Linked DNA regions of Sus scrofa: region 2 is linked to region 1. Evidence: chromatin contacts called from public Hi-C data. All regions are on one chromosome and are shown on one strand. The core of a region is the stretch at or near the end of the contact, and the rest is flanking DNA. Distances in the headings are between cores, read along the strand shown.

Region 1 (4,076 bases), core at 62-2,561:
AAGGAGCCAGCTGCTGTCTGGGAGTGATGTGCCCGGCGGAGGCCAGGTGTGCCCAGCTGGGTCCGGGTGAGTGCAGGGCCCGGAGGGCGGAAGCGGGCTCAGACAGGGGGCCAGTCTCTAGTGGGCGTCTTAGAAATGGGGTTTGGCGTCACAGGCCCAGGCCAGCATGGGCCACGGGTGGCTGGCTGCCCGCGTGCGCCAGGCCCCGAGTCCTTCCCGACATCCTCTCCCGCCCTCCCAGAGCCTCGGCTCCCAGGCCAGGCAGGGTCTGAGCCCGGCCAGCACTGCCCCCACAGCACAGCAGTGCCCGCCTCTCTGCGCAGAGCCTCAGGCCTGGCCCTGGCCTTCCCTGTGGCTCGGTGGCCAAGCCTTGGGCCCTGAGCAGCCCATTCGCTGCTGCCAGCGGTTCTTTACCCGGAGCACCTGGGCCCCGTGGCCCAGCTCTGACTGCAGCCTGCACCCTTGACAAAGGCCTGGGCCTCGGGGTCCCATGGGGGCCAGGACCATGAGAGGGGCGGGCATCAGGGGGTCGCTCTCTAGCAAGGCTTGACCGCCGTCCCATCAGCCTGCCCAGCGCAGAGCGCACCCGCGCCCTCACTCACACTTTCGTTTACCGAGCGCCTGCGTATGCGCGGTTAGAGACCCTGTGGGTGCGAGCGGAAGCAATCAGCTACTGCCCTCCTGGAGCCGCAGCCAGTGCAGAGGCTTAGCAAGGGCGCAGGGAGGCTCAGCAGGGGTACGGCAGGCGGCAGCCCCTCACCCCAGGGCTTTGCACGGAGAGCTCAGCAGGCTGAGGGAGCCTGCCCTGCGGCACCCAGGACGACCGCGTACCTGCTCGCTTGGCCAGTGCCCAGGCCTGGCAGGGGGACCAGGAGGGTGGGGGGAGAGCTGGCGGCTGCGTGGTGAGTGGACGGTAGGGGCTCAAGGGCGGACACAGGAAAGAAGGCTGAGGCTGAGATGGGCAGCAGGCGCTGTGCTCCTGCAGTTCAGATGTGGAAACTGAGGCCCAGCGAGGTTCTGGGCGGCTAAGCAGGGATGGAGCCCGCAGTCCCACCTCCGGGGAGCAGCCCCTCGCCCGCCCCTTCTGGTCCAGCCCCGCGCGGTTCCCCAGCCCCCCTCGGCCGGGCGGACCCTGCCCCAGGGCTGAGTGTGGGCCACGGGGTGCCCTGTGAAGAGCGTGGTCGGGGCCCAGGTCCTCGGCTGTCCCGGTGGCGGGTGGGGGCCCAGGCCTGGCCGCCTGCCCCGCGCTGCCCGCTGACCTCACCCGCCTTCCGGGAGCGGCTATCTGTGGCCGGGCAGCCTATCTCAGCCCTGGGCGCTAATCGAGCCGGCTTCCTCCTCCGCCCTCCCGCCGGCTTCCTGCCCGGCCGGCCAGCCCCCAGCCCCCCTCCGCCCCAGGCTGGGTGTCCGAGCGTCCGCCTTTGCCCTGCCAGTGCCTCCCAGACGGCCGAGGAGCAGGCCCGCCAGGCCCCACCTGGGAGCCTCGGGGGCGGGGGGGGATCACGGCCCCTTCCAGAAGTTTCCTTCTTAGGCCAAAACCCAGACTCACCGCGACCTGTCTGTGTGGCCTGAGGGCATCCCCGTAAGTGGGCGGCACACCTGGGAGGACGGGGACAGGCCTGCACTGTCACCCTCGTCAGTGCTGCTGCCCTTCCTTCTGGGCGCTCTCCAGGGGCAGCAAGGGCTCTGCTGCTGTCACCAGGCCTGTGCTGTCACGGTTCCTGTTCCCATCCTGTTCCCATCCCATTACTCCTGCCTGCCGGGCCCCAGTCACGCACCAGGGTGGACCTGGCTTCTGGCCGTCACCTCTTGCGTTGGGGTCCTTGGGGCCGCCGTGCCCTCTGTGGGACGGGGTTCGGACTTGAAGCGTCTGGAGGAACCAGGAGGGCTGAGGATGGCCGGAGGGGGCGGGGAGCCGTGTGCGACCGTGGTGGCACCTCCAGGCACGCGCAGGGCTGTGCAGGCCCCCGGGGCGCACATTGGGCCCGGCGGTCACACAGCTCCAGCCGGGGCACATCAGGGTCGTGGTCAGGCCATGCCCTGCGGGGAGACAGAGGCGGCACTGCCCTCTCACCAGGCTTCATCCAGGGAGCAGGTGGCTGGATCGGGCCACTCCACAGGCTGGATGAGCGGCAGGGGGCCTCCCAGACCCAGAGCGGGGGTCACCCCGCCAGCCCCCTGCTCTAACCCTCAGCGCAGAGCCCGCAGGGCAGGCGGCGCCAGGCTCCATGTGTACTTATTTATTTATTATTAGCCCTCCGTCTCCGCGTGACTTATTTCCTCCCCGCACGTTTCCATTACCGCGGCCGTGGACGCGGCTGATAAGATCGGTCCCTGGAGATGGGACAAAGGGGCTGCCATCGGCTTGAGGGCTGGTCATATCCTGCCCGAAAGGGCCGCGCAGGGCCTGAAATGAGCGATGCTATCGGGGGCTTATTGTGAGTTGCAGGGGGAGGGGTCCTGCCGCCCCTTCAGACGGAGCCAGTGTGCGCCCCTCCTCGGCCCCGCCCCAGGGCAGGTGCCAGCGCCCGGCCCGCGGCAGGGGGCCTGGCATTGCCGCGGGCCGTCCTCCCCCAGCCCAGCCAGCGCTCACACATCCAGGTGCTGAGGCTGGAGGCGTCTTGACTCAGCATTCGGCTTCCAGGAACTTACCCCAGAAAAATAATCTCGGCGCGGACAGGCGCAGGGTGGTGGGAACAGACGTCGCGCCTGTGCTCGAGATAGCAAGCCAATTATTTTTTTATTTCTGCTGGTCTGCAGCATTTCTACTGGCAAAGGGAGAGGTGATTCTAAAGGAAGCAGATGGCACACAGACACCCCTGCCACTTGCCCGTGTCCACACCTGCCCACATGCACTCGGGCGGCCCGACAGCCGGTGCCAGAGGCCACGGGTAGTCACAGGGCAGGAGCAGTCACCTGGGCAGGTGAGAGACGGGCAAGTGTCGAAACCATGCACCGTGTCCCGAGGCGGACACCCCAGCCTGGGCTTTGGCTGGATGGGCAGCTGAGTCCTCGGTCCGAGGCCCCATGGAGGAGCCCTGGGGGCTCCTGAGCAGAGGCCTGGGGGAGGGAGGGAGCCACCTGGGCTGGGGACCAGCCGGACCCACTGTGTGCAAGGGGCAGGGTCCTCTGTCCTCCAGGCCCCCTCTTCCCAGGCCCTGCCCTGGCCCCGGCATTGCTTCAAGGGACGGGAAGGCCAGAGCACTGGACGGTGGTCAGCAGCCTGGGTTTGAACTGTCACCCCACCTCGCTGTGGCTGGGTCCTCTCTGACCCTGGCTTTCCTGTCTGTGAATGGCGGGAATCAGCAGCCCCTCGGGCGTGGGCTGGTTGAGGGCTGAGTCATCAGTGCCCTGAGAGCAGGTGTCTGCCGCCCCCACATTGCAGCAAGCACACAGGGCCTGTTAGAGGGGTGACCAGCTTGCCCTGTGCCAGGTCATCCTCAAGGGCCTGCTCGGTGCCGCAGTAGGAGCTGTAGGCCTTGGGCCAGGCATCGCGCCCCCCCCCCGCCCCAGCTCTGCCCCCCTCCCTCCCCACCTCCCTCCCCACCTCCTCTGTGGGTGGAGCCGCCAAGGGTGCTCATAAAGGGTCAGCAGGTGCTCAGGGCCAGCGGTGGGTGCTGCAGTGTCAGGACATTCTCGTGGTGGCCAAGCTTGGGGCCGCTGCTGCCCCCTGCCAGCTGGGGTAGAATGGGACTGTCCCCTGGGGGTGGCCCTGAGCCAGGGCGGGAGCCTTCCCGCCCCTCCTCTCTCAGGACCACCCGGCCTCTGCCGGGACCTTGGCTGCCCTCCGGCCCATTCAGAGGAGAATCGGGCTCCAAGGGACGAGCGGGTGAGGCCTGGGGACATGGGGCAGGGTGGGCCGGCCAGGCTGGGAGGCGGTGAGCAGAGGCCAACCGGAAGGAAGGGCCCTCAGTGGCGTTGGCCCCTGGAAAAACGGGGCGGGGCCTGGCCGCCGGGCTGATAGGAGCCAGATAAGCTGTTTGCACAGGAGGTTTTTCCTTCCTTTATCACACGTCCTGCCTCCAGCCCGCCCTCCAGGACGAGGCCGGGCCGGAGATCCAGGGACCCCCACCCCA
Region 2 (4,043 bases), core at 704-3,203, 34 kb before region 1:
GAGAAGTGGTACAGCCCCAGGCAGTTTTAGGAAGGCTGCACCCACGGGCCCTGGGCAGGGAGCAGGAAGAGCTGGTGGGTGCCTGACCTTAGACAGGTCTCTTGAATTCCTCTCCTTAGCGTTCTTGTCCGTCCAGTGGCCGTAGGTGGTCCTGGGGTGGACTTCAGCCCTCTGCCCTGGCTGCCAGTCTCCTGCCCTTATGGGAGCAGCAGCAGTGGGGTGGGGGGTGCCCAGGCAACCCTTCCCCCCTTCCACAGGGCAGGCAAAGGGAACAGAAGTTGGAATGGGGGGGTGGGGTCTCTCCAGCAGAGGGCTCAGCACCCAGCTGGCCTCCACACCTGCAGTTGTGATTGCCTGCCAGGCCCAGCCCTCTGGTCAGCAGGGCAGGCCCCGCCCTCTGGTCAGGCATCCAGGCATCCTCTTTGCAAATGTCTCCTCATTAGCCCCCAAGCCGTGCTAATGTCCTGTTTCTTGTGAATATGGGACGGGGACCAACCCCAAATTAAAGCCAAAAGGATAAAAGAATACAGTAGATCTCCAGGGACAGCTCTGATGCTGTGTGACCTTGAGCCTCCCTGGAAAGCGGTGGGCCCCTGGGACCCCATGAGCATATCCCCAGGACAGCAGAGTCGGTTTCCGTGCCTCCCAGCTAGAACAGGCAGTACTGACCTGGGGACCTCGCTCCCTTCCGACGGGGACTGGGCGTGGGGGTTGCCCAGCCTGCAGAGGGGCCTCCTTCCTGGGCCTCCAGCAGGGGCGCCCTGGAGAAGCAAGGCCTGGAGTCTGCGGCGGGGGAGCAGGTACAGGCCTCTGGCTTCTGCACCCTCCCCGATTTCCAGCCAGATCTGAGCCCAAGAGAAGAAGACCCCAAAACCCCCACTCTCCTGGAGCTAGAGCCGGGGATGTTGGGCGGAAGCCCCATCCTGCCACAGCCCGCTCCACACCCCAGATCTGGTCCAAGACAACATGGGCCGTCAAAGTCTCCAAAGGCTTCCAGACCCGGGGTTCACTGTCCCCCATCCGGTGGCGGAGGGGGCAAGTCGCAGTGACTGGGAGTGCGGGGCGGACTCCTTCGCTGGGGGCGGAGTTACAGAGCAGAGGGGCGGGGTCACGGCCCGTGGAGGTCGGAGCCGTGGCGTTGGGGCGTGGTCTGGGCGGGGCCTAGGGGCCGAATAAGGTCAGGTCAGACTTAGGGGTGGAGCTGGCGTCGGGGGACGGGTCCAGGGAGGCCTGGAGCCCGGTCGGACACGGTGCTACGGAGCGGCGGGACTCACTGGATCTCAGCTGCGCCTGGGGACAAAGCGGCAGGGCCGAACGAGGCGTTAAGGAGGCCACAGGTCCACCCAGGGCAGGGGGCCGAGTGTCGGGGCGGGGCCAGCTCCCTGCGGGCGGGGCGAGCAGGCGGGGCAGGGCCGTGGCGGCGGGGAAGCTAGGCCAGTCCAAGGGCCCGCCAGGGCCTCGGGGCGGGGCCAGCCGGGGCGGGGCGGGGCCACGGACGAGGGGACGAGAGGTCCGCCCGGGGGCGGGGCGCTGCGCCGGGGGCGGGGCAAGCGGATGGGGGCGGGCCCGGAGGCGCGGCGCCCGTGACGCGCACGCCCCGCCCGCACGCCCTGAGCGTCCAGGCCGAGGCCGCCGGGTTCGCCGCGCGCTGCCCGCAGGTTCCATTGAGGAGAGCAGCGCAGCGGCGGCGGCGGCGTCTGCGCGGGAGCCAGGGAGCCGGCAGGAGCCCGCCGCCCCTGGCGGTCCGCGCGGCCGTAACGCAGGCCCGATCCTCCGGCCTCCGCAGCGGCGCCGGGCCGAACGCGGCGGGCTGGGGGCGCGGGCCAGGGCGGCCGCGGAGCCCGGGGGCCGGGGGCATGAGCCGCCCCGCGGCCCCGCCGCGCCCCCGCCGCCCGCCGCCGCCCGCCAGGGGCTAGAGGCGGCCGCCGGGAGGGCGCGCGGCGCCGGAGACATGTCCAGGAGGAAACAGAGCAACCCCCGGCAGATCAAGCGTGAGTCAAACTTTGCCCGCCCGCCCCGACCCCCGCCGGCCCCCGCCGGCCCGCCCCCGGTCCGCCCAGCTCTTCTTGCGGCGCCCGCGACCTTCACCCTGCGCCGCGCCCCCCGCGCTGTGTGCCAAGCGCGCCGTAATCTAATCTCCGCCGGCGGGCCGGGCCCCCGCGTCTCGGCTCCCGCACTGGAGGTCCGGCCTGGAGAGGGGGTCCGCCCAGAGGGCCGGAACGGGGTGGCTGGGGGCGCGGCCACCTCGCGGCTGCCCCTCCCCCCGCCTCCCCGAGATGGTGCGGCGATAAGGCGGCCCCGATCCGGGCTCAGATAAAGTTTAAAATATTCCATTCTGCAAGTCCCATCCTGATAAGATCGCTCTGTCGGGACGGGCTGAAATTGTGATCTTATCTCGGCCGGTTGACTCTCCCAGGCTTTGTATCTAGAGGGAGAAAGAGAGAGACCTGGGAGGGAGACAGGGCACTCGGGACTGTGTGGAAGCGCAAGGCTGAGTGGTGGGACCCGCTGGCGCCCAGCGCCACTCCTGCCGGCCCAGAACCTGGTGCCTTGGAGGCTGGGGAAGGTAGCTATCGCAGCCTGTGCGCTGGGCTCCAGCCGCTTCGACGCTGGAGCCTTCCCTGCCTGGGGACAGCTTCTTGGAGGTCCCGCCCTCCCTGTGTCCCGGCAAGGACTGCACAGGCACTGTGTGCTCCGCAGCTTGTGGTCACACACTCCTAGCTGAGCGACTGCTCCAAGTCAGGGAGGGTCTCCTGGGACTGCATCTTGGGCCAGGGTCGCCTCTCCGTGTCCAAGTTTCTCACCTATCCAGCTTGTAGGCCACTCCCGGGGGTGGGGGCAGGCGGCCGCTGTGTCCACATTGCTGATGCCCTCGAGATAAGAGGGCCCCGCACTCTTGGGGCCGCCTGGCTGCTCGAGCAGCCCGAGCCAGGGCAGCGCACAGGAAACAGGGCTCCCCACCCCACGCCAGGAGTAACTTCGCATCTCTGCAGCCAAAGCCAGGGCGGGGGACTTGCTTTGGTGGGGAGGGGGCGGGGGGGCACATGTCCCAGACTAGAGGGGCAGGTCCTGGGGACTGCTGGGAAGGCAAAGAGGGAGGCCAGACCACCGGCCAGCCCCACACTCCCCGGCACTGCCTTTCGTGTCCACATGACCACTGCCGCCAGGACCCCATGCGCAGTGCTCCTGGGGGAGTGTCTACTCCCAGGTCCCAGAGAGGGGGAGGCAGGCATCAATCCGGTTCCCGTAACCCGACTCCTCGATGTGCAAGTGGGACCTGTTTTCCGAAAGTCGCCTTCTATCAAGTCAACTCAAGTATTAAAACCACCCACAGGTCCCGATCTGCGCTGGTTCTCTGGTTTCTTTTTCCCCTCCTCCCCTGTGTGCGTCTGTTGGGTCTGTTCTCCTGTGTGCGTGTGTGTATGTGTTTCAGCGTGATGAGAAATGCAGATAGCGCGGGCAGAGAGATCGCAGGTTGGGAACCGATCGCCAGCACCGATAAGGCCCAGAGCAGGGCGAGCGCCCGGGCTCAGCCCGGTCCACCGAGCCGCGCGCGTTTGGGACAGGGACCAAAGCGGGCGCAGGGGCGAGCCCCCGCTGCCCACTTTCAGCGCGCCGGGGAACCGGGCTGGGGAGGGGGCCGGCCCTGGGAGGCGGGGCTGGGGCGCCCTCCCTTCGGCCCGCGGCCTCGGGCGCCTCCTCCTCCTGGCAGATCTTGGCGCGTTAAGATGCGAGCGCTGATTGTCACCAAGCGGCGGCGCCCGCGCGCCCGCCCTCTGCCCGCGGCTGTGCGGAGGGCCCTCGCAGCTGTGTGCCCGCCGCGCTGGCCTCACCTGCGACCAGGCCGCGGGCGTGGAGGGGAGGGGGCCGAGCCTTGGGGCCGCCGCCCCCCGCGCCCCCACCAAAGCCGGGGCGCAGCTGCCCGAGCCTCCGTGCGCCTTTTGTTCCGCTCGGAGATAGATGTGCCGCGCTGATAAGGCGCACAACCGATGGCGGCGGCGATAGGCGCTCCCATTTATTAACTTCAAACACGGGAGCGGGGG

Evidence for each region. Hi-C and Micro-C count contacts between places; a contact is called where the count stands out from the background.
Region 2: a Hi-C map of subcutaneous adipose tissue shows a contact between it and region 1, with 2.0 times the contacts expected there. The contact joins the promoter of LOC110261212 here to the enhancer-like site in region 1. A contact is called at or near these places in 3 of 5 promoter capture datasets (fetal liver and liver), 13 of 47 Hi-C or Micro-C datasets (blood, embryonic fibroblasts, fetal heart ventricle and 6 more) and 1 of 2 datasets of contacts at active chromatin or transcription factors (skeletal muscle).

Annotation. Positions count from the first base shown.
Region 1 is chr6:1,116,401-1,120,476 of Sscrofa11.1, reverse strand. All of the region lies in intron 3 of ZFPM1 (zinc finger protein ZFPM1), which reads left to right. Among named protein-coding and RNA genes, the nearest start is that of ZFPM1, 36 kb to the left of the region's middle. Within about 2 kb of position 1,311, at least 16 of the 83 cell types and tissues checked have an H3K27ac peak or open chromatin away from gene starts, as enhancers often do. A contact at or near this core is called in subcutaneous adipose tissue, where this site is marked.
Region 2 is chr6:1,151,279-1,155,321 of Sscrofa11.1, reverse strand. LOC110261212 (basic proline-rich protein-like) reads right to left here and starts at 1,953. Exons shown (of 1, transcript XM_021096490.1): 1 at 1,162-1,953. The coding sequence starts at 1,953. The coding sequence ends at 1,162. ZFPM1 (zinc finger protein ZFPM1) reads left to right here and starts at 1,350. Exons shown (of 11, transcript XM_021093668.1): 1 at 1,350-1,991. The coding sequence starts at 1,952.